2 separate regions of the Lactuca sativa genome follow, and region 1 is linked to region 2. Evidence: chromatin contacts called from public Hi-C data. All regions are on one chromosome and are shown on one strand. Each heading gives the region's core, a stretch centred on a gene start, on an enhancer-like site or on the middle of the called end of the contact. The rest is flanking DNA. Distances are from core to core; before and after follow the strand shown. Region 1 holds the start of LOC111878012 (elongation factor 1-gamma). Region 2 holds the start of LOC111878013 (YTH domain-containing protein ECT1).

The links. Hi-C and Micro-C count contacts between places; a contact is called where the count stands out from the background.
Region 1: a Hi-C map of seed shows a contact between it and region 2, with 5 times the contacts expected there. The contact joins the promoter of LOC111878012 here to the promoter of LOC111878013 in region 2. A contact is called at or near these places in 4 of 4 Hi-C or Micro-C datasets (bud, leaf and seed).

Annotation. Positions count from the first base shown.
Region 1 is chr5:247,946,879-247,951,637 of Lsat_Salinas_v11, forward strand. LOC111878012 (elongation factor 1-gamma) reads left to right here and starts at 1,459. Exons shown (of 7, transcript XM_023874519.3): 1 at 1,459-1,721; 2 at 2,634-2,783; 3 at 2,878-2,938; 4 at 3,021-3,073; 5 at 3,162-3,263; 6 at 3,395-3,899; 7 at 3,990-4,640. The coding sequence starts at 1,713. The coding sequence ends at 4,369. It overlaps LOC111878035, which reads left to right. Exons shown (of 4, transcript XM_023874552.3): 4 at 134-361. The coding sequence ends at 283. TRNAW-CCA (transfer RNA tryptophan (anticodon CCA)) reads right to left here and starts at 1,363; the gene lies at 1,292-1,363.
Region 2 is chr5:247,707,666-247,713,169 of Lsat_Salinas_v11, forward strand. LOC111878013 (YTH domain-containing protein ECT1) reads right to left here and starts at 2,192. Exons shown (of 9, transcript XM_023874520.3): 1 at 2,038-2,192; 2 at 1,354-1,409; 3 at 959-993; 4 at 713-869; 5 at 168-589; 6 at 1-69. The coding sequence starts at 1,381.

The DNA.
Region 1 (4,759 bases), core at 209-2,708, 240 kb after region 2:
GTTGTTTTTTCCAAAGAACCCATTTAGAACTCAGACCCTATCTTACAACCCATCATTGCAAAAAGATGGTTATAACATTTTTATTTTTATATGGTACAATCCATTATAGCAGATCGTGGCTTATTTGTGACAGGTACAAGCGGCTTATGCATCGGATTTTTCGGTATTGATGCCGGGGCATCAATACCCTACCTACATTGCACATTCAGCACCTCTACCTTGCTCAAGGGAAGGAGCGCAATGGCCTTCTCATCAACAACATAATTATGTATTTCCTCCGTAGAAATTATTTTGTGTATTAAATACTTGTACATAAGATGAACTTCTCTTATGAGAAAATACAATACTTTCCTTAATTCCACTTTCTTTGGTGTCAAATGCCAACCATTTTCTCATGAAATTTTCATGAAACACTAGAGTTTGGCTCATTAATTTGGAATATTTCATGGTTGTTTTCCATCATAGGTTTTGTTTAATGGTTTATCCCTACCTTTCCCTGTAAACTTATTATTCGGTATATTCGAACAAAATTTAATATCATCCACGTATAAATAGCTTTTTTAGATCCGACCATGCTTAGGGGCGAATTTTGAACTCTTTTTTTGTTAGAGCAGAGCAGGTCCAAATATATTCTAGGCACGGAACGGAGCAAAAATAATGCTTTTCGGAAAACATGTTTGAAATATATTTAAATAAAAATCCTGACACTTATGAAATTGGACATCTCGAATAAATTTCGAGTTAAAGTTAAAAATAACATTTTCATTAATGGGTTTAAACCAGAAAAATATAAATAACACTGTAAATCAAATTTTCTTGTAGATGAAATAGTTTTGGACTAATCTTTATCAGAAAAGCAAAATAATTAGTAGGTATCGAATCACTAATATTTAATTTAAAGCCATGATTCCCAACCACGTTTTTAAAAATGGAATTAAACTTGTACAAATTAATCTTATTTAACAAATTTTGTCAAGTACACAGTGACATGGATGCTATTTTGGCAAATAACTTGGAAATTGTCAGTTTTCTAGCTATAGCTCGTCCTAAAGCAGACGCATGTGTGTGTTGCATAAAAATGAAATTAAAATGTTAAAAATAAGAAAGACAGTGTAATAAACTTAAACTTCTTGTATAGGTGTATGCAAATAGCAAAATGTTGGGGGTACATTTTGGCTGTTCAGGCATAGTGTAGGGTTTTTGTCAAAAATAAGTTCTTAACGTTTTAGAAGGAGAGAGGTGGACGGATGGTAACGAAGTTAATAAGAAAATATTAAGTTTTGTGAAAAAGTGAACCTGACGTGAATCGAACACGCAACCTTCTGATCTGGAGTCAGACGCGCTACCATTGCGCCACAGATCCTTCTGTTTCTTCTTGTAGTCTTATGTTATAAATAGATAACCATCAGTTTGCACTTAAACACCAGGACTCATTTTTCTACCAAATCTCTGTTACTAATTCTCTCAAACCCACCATTGATGTGCATTTTTTATGAAATCAGGTTTATAACAAACAACCGGATTTAAAATAGATATGAACCGGAAAAAAAATCCGGTTTGCCCGCTTTTCTTTTTGAAAACCCTATCTCCCTACCAAAACCCCAAGTTTTGCATTTCTTTTTCTCTGATTCATCTCAGACTTCTTTAAATCCAGATTTCAAGTATTGGCTCTATTTTGTTTCTGTAGAAGGCGATCGTTTGTTCCTTAAGCAATGTCTCTGGTGAGTTTTTCGTTCCTTATTGCGCTAATTTTGAGTCCTTACTGTGTTAGTTTTTATTAGTACATGCTTTTTTATGCGTAGTTTGTGATGGATCTTTCTTTGTATATACAAATTGTGCGGATCAGGGTATTGATGTGCATTTTGTTCTTTCCTTTTGTTTTCGTTTACTGATTTTAACTTTATCGCATTGATCGTGATATGAAGAACTCACTGAAACTTTATTGTACGATCTCCCAATTGCTTTGTCCAGTTTCATGAGTTCTATGAATAATTAAAGCTTTAAACATGATTACAAAATTCATATTAGTTTAATAATTATCTATTTCTTTCAACAAAAGCACTTGTAAGGTTTAATTCATTTGACTTTCTACACCATCAGTTTGTATTTTAGCATATTTTAATTTTACTTGATTAAACTATAACCTTGATCGACATATATATTTTTAAAATGGGTTAAGAAGACTTAGTGGATACTGTATATGTTTATTTAATAAAGTTACACGTTTTTACTTCAATATGCAATGAAGTGGATCGCACCATGAATTGTTAAAAGCTGGCAACAAGCCAACAAATTGAAATTTTGTTACATAAATTGGGAAGAAGCCCATTCCTTTGCATAAATTTAACTATGTTGCATAAACAAATCATTAATTCTTTATAAATAGTTGGTATTAGGTTAAGGATATTTATGAACTGTTTTTATCATTATTTCTCTGGTTAGTTATAGTGGCATAACCTTACCTTTCCAAAGTTTTCAAGTTCTTGTATTTTACAACAAATTTAATAAACTTCTGTTAATGTTGCCTTTTCTTTTATGCTAATTTGTAGAGATGTTTTAAAATCAGATCTATTAGATTTGAGATTTTATTGTTTGTTTGCGATCATTTGATAGATGTATTGTGCTTGTTGCAGATTATGCATGCAGGGTCTCACAACAAGAATGTTTTCAAGACATTAATTGCTGCAGAATATGTTGGTGTTGAAATCAAAATGGCTGAAAATTTTCAGATGGGTGTGTCAAATAAGACTCCTGAGTTTATTAAAATGAACCCCATTGGAAAGGTATTGTTTTTTTTTATATAATCCGATTAACACTTTTTACAAAATACAAACTCTTATTTTATCTTTTACACACTATGATTCATCATTAATGCAGGTTCCTGTCCTTGAGACTCCTGATGGCCCTATATTTGAAAGTAATGCAATTGCTCGCTATGGTGAGGAATCAAATAGCCATTGTTTTCAATCTTCTTTTGATTTTGAGTAATTGAGCTTACTTTCTTATCTTGGTTGCTGTAGTTGCTAGTTTGAAGCCTGAAAGTTCTCTCTTGGGGTCTTCACTGATAGAATATGTAAGTTCTTTTTTGTCATTTTCTCATTATGAAGGAATAAAGATACATATAATGAATCTAATCTTTTTTTTTTAAAATATATATGCAGGGTCAAATTGAGCAATGGATAGACTTTTCTACATTGGAGCTTGATGCTAATTTGAGAGGATGGGCCATGCCAAGAGTTGGATATTCCCCCTATATCAAACCTGTTAGTCAGAAACTTCTATTCCTCAAAATTTAATCTTATATTATTTTTTTGTTAGTTTACTTTAATATATCTTTTACATTAGTATTTTTGAAATTGTCCAAATGATAAATTTGTGTGTGTATGATTTGAAGGCCGAGGAGAATTATATCTCTGCTGTGAAAAGAGGTCTTGGTGCTCTAAACACACATCTTGCTTCACGTACTTTTTTGGTTGGTGATTCCGTGACTTTGGCTGACATCATCATGACATGCAATTTGGCGTTCAAGTTTAAAGTAGTGTTGACAAAGAGTTTCACTTCTGAGTTTCCTCATTTTGAGAGGTATTTCTGGACCATGGTTAATCAACCAAAATTCAGTAAGATAATCGGAGAAATCAAACAAACAGAAACTGTTCCCCCTATTCCTTCAGCCAAAAAACCAGAAGCCAAACCAAAATCCGAGCCTAAAAACGAAGCCAAGAAAGAAAAAGCCTCTAAGCCCAAGCCTGAACCCGAAGCTGCCCCAGAAGAGGAAGAGGCACCCAAGCCTAAGGCAAAGAATCCTCTTGATTTATTGCCTCCAAGTCCAATGGTTTTGGATGACTGGAAAAGGCTTTACTCTAACACCAAAACTAACTTCCGTGAGGTTGCAATCAAAGGTATTTTCTTTTTTGACTTTTTTTTAAAAAAAAATATATATCTTCTTCTCAGACAACAGTTGGCTGATATATTTGTTGATTTTGTTGCAGGTTTTTGGGACATGTATGATCCAGAGGGCTACTCTCTGTGGTTTTGTAACTACAAGTACAATGATGAGAACACTGTCTCATTTGTGACAATGAATAAGGTTGGTGGATTCCTTCAGCGTATGGATCTTGCAAGGAAATATGCTTTTGGAAAGATGTTGATTATTGGAAACGAGCCTCCATTCAAGGTCAAGGGTTTGTGGCTTTTCCGTGGGACTGAAATCCCAAAATTTGTGATGGATGAGTGTTATGACATGGAGCTTTACGAGTGGACCAAGGTTGACCTCTCTGACGAGGCACAAAAGGAGCGAGTGAATCAGATGATTGAAGATTTTGAGCCTTTTGAAGGTGAAACTCTCTTGGATGCCAAGTGCTTCAAATGAAGGGAAATTGGAAAATGCTCTGATACCTATCATGAATAAATATAATACAGTGATCTGCGAAGTTCAACATGCTAATTGTACTCCATACAGAATGCCCGATGTGGCCGAAAAGCAAGTAGCAACCCTTTGAACGCTATGCAGTCCAAGTAAGAAAGCAAAATGTGAATAAAAAACTATTGTAGTCCAAAAATACTAATGTTACCATGTGTAAAACATGTGAAATATTTGAAATCTCATGTTGAAGCTGGAAAATAAGATTTTCTGTTGAACATGTTATATACTTAAATGTGGAAACGATTGAGTTGTAGGCGATGGAGATGAGGACTGAAGTTGGTTTCTTTTTCTTCTATATGCTCATCCAAAAATTGATGATTGATGTTGGTCTGAGAA
Region 2 (5,504 bases), core at 942-3,441:
AAATGATGAGAAGTTTCCAGATTGTTGGTACCCTTTTTGAAGACCCCCAGATTGATATGCAGAATTCAACTGAAACAAAATCATATAAAAAACAAAAACATTTCATTTGCCTTTCTTTCTATTAGACTATTACACAACTTTTTTTAGCTCAAATAATCAACAAATACCTTGTTGAGAGATCTGAAATGCTGTGACTGAAGGATCGACTTAGGAACAGAAGGTGTGGAATGTTGGCTTGACTTCATGTCCAAAGGGTAATTCAGAGATTTTCCAGTGTAAAAATTCATGGTTCTTTTGGAGTTCAAATCATTTGCTTTCATCCCATTTGATCCAGTAACAGATTTTGCACCAAAAGATGAGTAACATGGCATGGCTTCTGATGAAGAAAAGTAGGGTTGTTGTTGTTGTTGATGTTGTTGATGTTGTTGTTGTTGTTGTTGTTGTTGTGCATCAACACCCATATAAGCTCCAGTAGCATAAGGATTATAGCTTGGCATATAGTAAAGAAGTGAACCATTATCAGAGTAAACAGCCCCATTGGAATTCATTTGACCAGATACATCTAGTTGACTATATGTTCCATTGTGTCCTAGTATAAATAAACAATCAAACCAAATAAATAATTTTCTGAAAATTAAACCATACAATATAAAGATATATAATTATATATGTATATATAACTCATGTGAAGTGTAACCATGAAACTTCTTACCTGGATACTGGTAATCATAACAGCTTGTAGATGAATAGTGAGCACCTTGATCTGAAACTGCTTTGTTTCCATTGCCAACACCACCTTTTGCAGAAGAATCATGAACTCCTGATGATGAAGAGGACACACCTGAAACTATGACATCTTTTCTTGAACCCTAAAACAAGAATTTTAATAATATTTCAGAGAAATACAGTAATATTAACAAAAGAAAACAAAGGAGTGAAGTTTAAAAAACTGTATTACCAGATTTTGATCGTCTCTTTTGGCTAATGAGTCAGCTGTTTAAGAGAGTTAAGCAAAATCATAGAATCAATGGACAAAAACAAGTTAAACCACGACTTAAGAGGCATGACATTATGATACATTCTCAACTATTTATGGAATAATTATCTGTGATTCCTACTAAAATTCAATGTGCCAATTCTAGGTTTTTGATTGATTTCAAAATGCTGAACAAACCTAAATCTAGAGTCTTATGAATAATGATCATGATATGAACAAAGTTTTCCCCATAATAATCAATTTTGACGATCAAAACCACAAATATATATAAAAAGCAAAAAATAAAACAGATTACAAGTCCTAAACTGCGACATGCATACAATATGGTACTGATAAAGGGAATATAGAAAGGATACATTGCACAATTTTCTTGTCGCCCGGCATATTAATCTTTGAAAATTATTATTATCACCTGAAAATCACTAACTTTGGAAGTGTTAAACGAATAAATTTCAGAATCGTATGAAAATTTGAAATATAAAGTGACGTTCTTTATGCTAAAAGATGTGTCAGTTTCAGAGAAAAAAAATATGCGATTCTATATAGATAGAAAGAACAAGATTCTTGAAACACGAAGCAAATTGAAAGTAAAATTCAAAATCGGTGGCCAATTTCTACAATTGTTAACAAAGAAGAACATACACGGCATGTACTCGTAAGAATAATATCAACATCAATAACAAAATTGGTAATAATTACCAAAAACAAATATTACAAAATATCATCTTTTTCTCTGAATCGGCACAGTTCAAATAAATTAACTTGCAGAGAAGTATATGCAAAAATAATCCCTTTCGAAAAACATTGTACTTGAATCAACACAAAAATGCATTAGACTTCAGTTGGACGATAATTATCGTTTGAAGAAAGTGGCAAAAACAAAAATCGATCGTCCATGGAAAAAAAACTTTACTAAAACCAGATTATCGAAAAGAAAATTAAGTTTCTAAAAAATAACACTTCTCTTTTCAAGGAAAACACAATAGCATGGAGAAAAGAAGTCAAAAACTTGAACGGAAAATGACGTAGAGAATGATCACCGGCAGAAGGCGGCAGAAAAACCGCCGGTGGTTGGACGGGAAACCGTGGTGAAAAGATGGAGGCGGTGGAGGGGAGAATTGCGTGTGTTTTGCGTTGGAAGGGTAGAAGAGTGTGGGCGGGTTTGAAGAGGGGATTGCTAAACCCCTAAATTTAGATCCAACGGCCAATACTTTTTTGTGAAATTTAAGAGGGAGGTTATCTGGACGGTTGGATGTGAGTGGGTGTTTCGGTTACCTGAAGGTGCATAGGATGTGAGAAAAGCTTTTTGAATTCTCGGATGACTTGCAAACTTACGAGAACATCCCTTCGTCTTGTTGATGTTTTCATTTGTCACCCACTCACTAGGATATTTAACCCTCATAAAATCGTATAGGATAATGACTTAAAAGGGTAATATATTTTTCGATTTTTACATATTTAGTCACTGGGTTTTTTTTCGTCCATATTTACTCCTTCAACTTGTTAAACTGTACACATCCAGTCCTTATAACCGGTTACTCCAGGTTAAGCGAGAAAAATGACTTAATAGGGTAATATATTTCTCATTTTGTACACATTTAGTCCTTAATATTTTTGTACACATTTAGTCCTTAATATTTTTTTTGTTTCTAAATAAGTCATTTTTGTTTTTGTACGCATTCAGTGCTTATGAATAATTTCTTTAGGTTTTTCTCACGACATCTTACGTGGGATAATCATTGATGAAGTGTGTACGGTTGTTAATGTTTATGTGTAACGTCTCATTTTTACAACCAAAAATTTTCATTTTTAAATAAAGCAAAATCCCTAATTATAAATCCATTATTAAGAAAAAAACGTTTTTTCCAAAATACATTTATCGAAAATCAGAGTAATATAAGAAACACAAAATCCTCAATACTGTTGATGAGTGTGTATAATCATGCATTCGCCTTTCCACGATCGACGATAGAACCTGAAAACATAAACAACTGGGTAAGCACAAAGTTTAATGAATTTTCCCCAAAATAGTCGATACAACAAACGCATTATCATGCATAACGAGCCCACGCTCATCATATTGGAATACCATGTCTCAATCAGTTATCTGAATGGAATGCCAACATGCAACAGGTCCAATCAGTCATCAGACTGGAATACCCAGAGTTTGTCAGCATGCCGCCTTAACCCAGCCGCTCTTCTCAAGCCTTCGTGCCTACACCTTACAGTCGGCCCACACCAGATATCTTGGCCTACAACATATAGCAGGACCACCTCATCCTATCCCACCACCATATGGCTATCCCATGTAAGATGTCATGAGAAAAACCTAAATAAATCATTCATAAGTACTAAATTAGTACAAAAACAAAAATGACTTATTGTGTAACAAAAAAAATATTAAGGACTAAATGTGTGCAAAAATATTAAGGACTAAATGTGCACAAAGTGATAAATATATTACCCTATTAAGTCATTTTTACCGGCTAACATGAAGTAACCGGTCATAAGGGCTACATGTGTACAGTTTAACAAGTTAAAGGGGATAAATGTGGACGAAAATAAAAGTCAGTGACTAAATGTGTACAAAAAAAATACATTACCCTTTTAAGTCATTATCCCAATCACATATCAATCATATTTGGTCATTGTATTTGTCAACAAATTAGTGGTTTAAGTCCCTAAACTTTTAGTTTTGTATAAATGGTCCTTATGAACATATTTTGTCGTGGGTTGGAGCGTTGCTTTTAACTTTTATTAAATTGCAGTCATTAGGTCAAACACATGCCCCTCACATAAGGGTCATTATGTTTTTTTACCTTTCATATATATCCTGCTATTTTAATTGATCTTCACCCTTCCTTTCTTCTTCCTTATACAAACGCTGAAAGGGAAATTTTTTAACCATCATTCTATGAACGTGTAACATCATGTTTGTGGGACTAAAAGTTTTGGGTTTTTTGGTAAAAGCTAAAAAAAAGTGAAATAAATAAACTGAAGTGAAATAAATGAAATGAATATTTTTGAACAATAACAATAATAACTTTGTCAATAAATTAAATAAAAACTATGATAGAGTTTGGGCGTCGGATGAAAACTCTTAAAGTTTAGAGACCAAAAGTGACAGGTTGGGAAAACTTGTGTTTGACCCAAGAATTTGACCAAATAAACATTTAGGACCGATTTTGTACAGGTTAAGATAGGGGATTTTGGAAGGGGGGCCAAAAATGTCAAATTGCCAAATTGTAGCACCCGGTTCCTGATATGTATTTTATTTAAGTATTTTGCATCTTTGGCCTGGGACTCAGCGAGTTGAAGGCCCAAATCGTCGAGTAGAAGCAGACTTTATACGGGATTTAAATGACGAACTCGTCGAGTCGGCTTCCAGACTCGACGAGTAGACTCTAACTGGACAAAACCCTAATCTAAGGGTTTGCACCCTATTTAAGCATCTCATCCAGCCACCCTTCGTCCCTATTGCCCTCAGAACTCTTCATATCAAACCCTACTCGTTTGTGTAACGATCTAAGCCTTTGTGGTGGTTTTTGGTGGTTTTGGAACATAAGAAGGAAGAGAAAGGCTTGACGGATCAAGAGAAGACCAAGGGAGTTCAAGTTTGTGCATCATTTGCAGCTCCTAGAAGGTATAAAGTCGATACCTTGCTTGTTCTTTTGCTAGATCCCTTTTTGGGGAGAATTAGGGCTTTTATAAACCATTCTTGGTAACCAACCATGATTGCAAGCATGGTTGGGGTTGAGGCTTCGGATCTAGGTCCATGAAGGAGTTACAAGGCAAAAAAGGGTTGCTTTTGCACCCATGGAAGCCCCCATGCAACTTAAGAGTCTCTTTTAGAGCCTTTTAGGCTCAAAGTCCCATGCATGCACGTAAAGTTCGTAACTTTACGTGCTAGATCGAGTTTAGGGACCTAGATATATCATTTGGACAAGAGTTGTACATCAAAAATTGAAGAAATAGACTTGGACAGTATCGACTCGGCGATTCGTTCTTGGGACTCGACGAGTCCGAGGTTAGGCTTCCCTTTTATGTTATGATTCAAAGAGACCTAGTTGAGTGTCAGAAAAGGTTTTAGAGGGTCCAGGGGAGTGACCCAAACGTATTGGGATAAGCCATAGTCCTGGAGTTCATAGGACTCGGTGAGTGGATGAGCCGACTCGGCGAGTCCAAGGCAATCTCCCAACTCTGAAGATGAACTCGACGAGTTGTTCATATCATACAAATTCGTGAGTCGAGGACAGGACTGGTTCATAAGATGAGGATGAACTCGACGAGTTGTTCATACAACTCGACATGTCGGATGAAGGTTCATTCGATGTTCGTATAGAAGGAGAACTCGTCGAGTCATTCCTAAACTCAACGAGTAGAGTCGTAGATGAGGATAGTTAAAAGGATAGGGACTCAACGAGTTGGCGGCCCAACTCGCGCGAGTCAGGTCAACTGGAAGTTGACTTTGACTTTGACTTAGTCAGGGGTAAAATAGACATTTTAC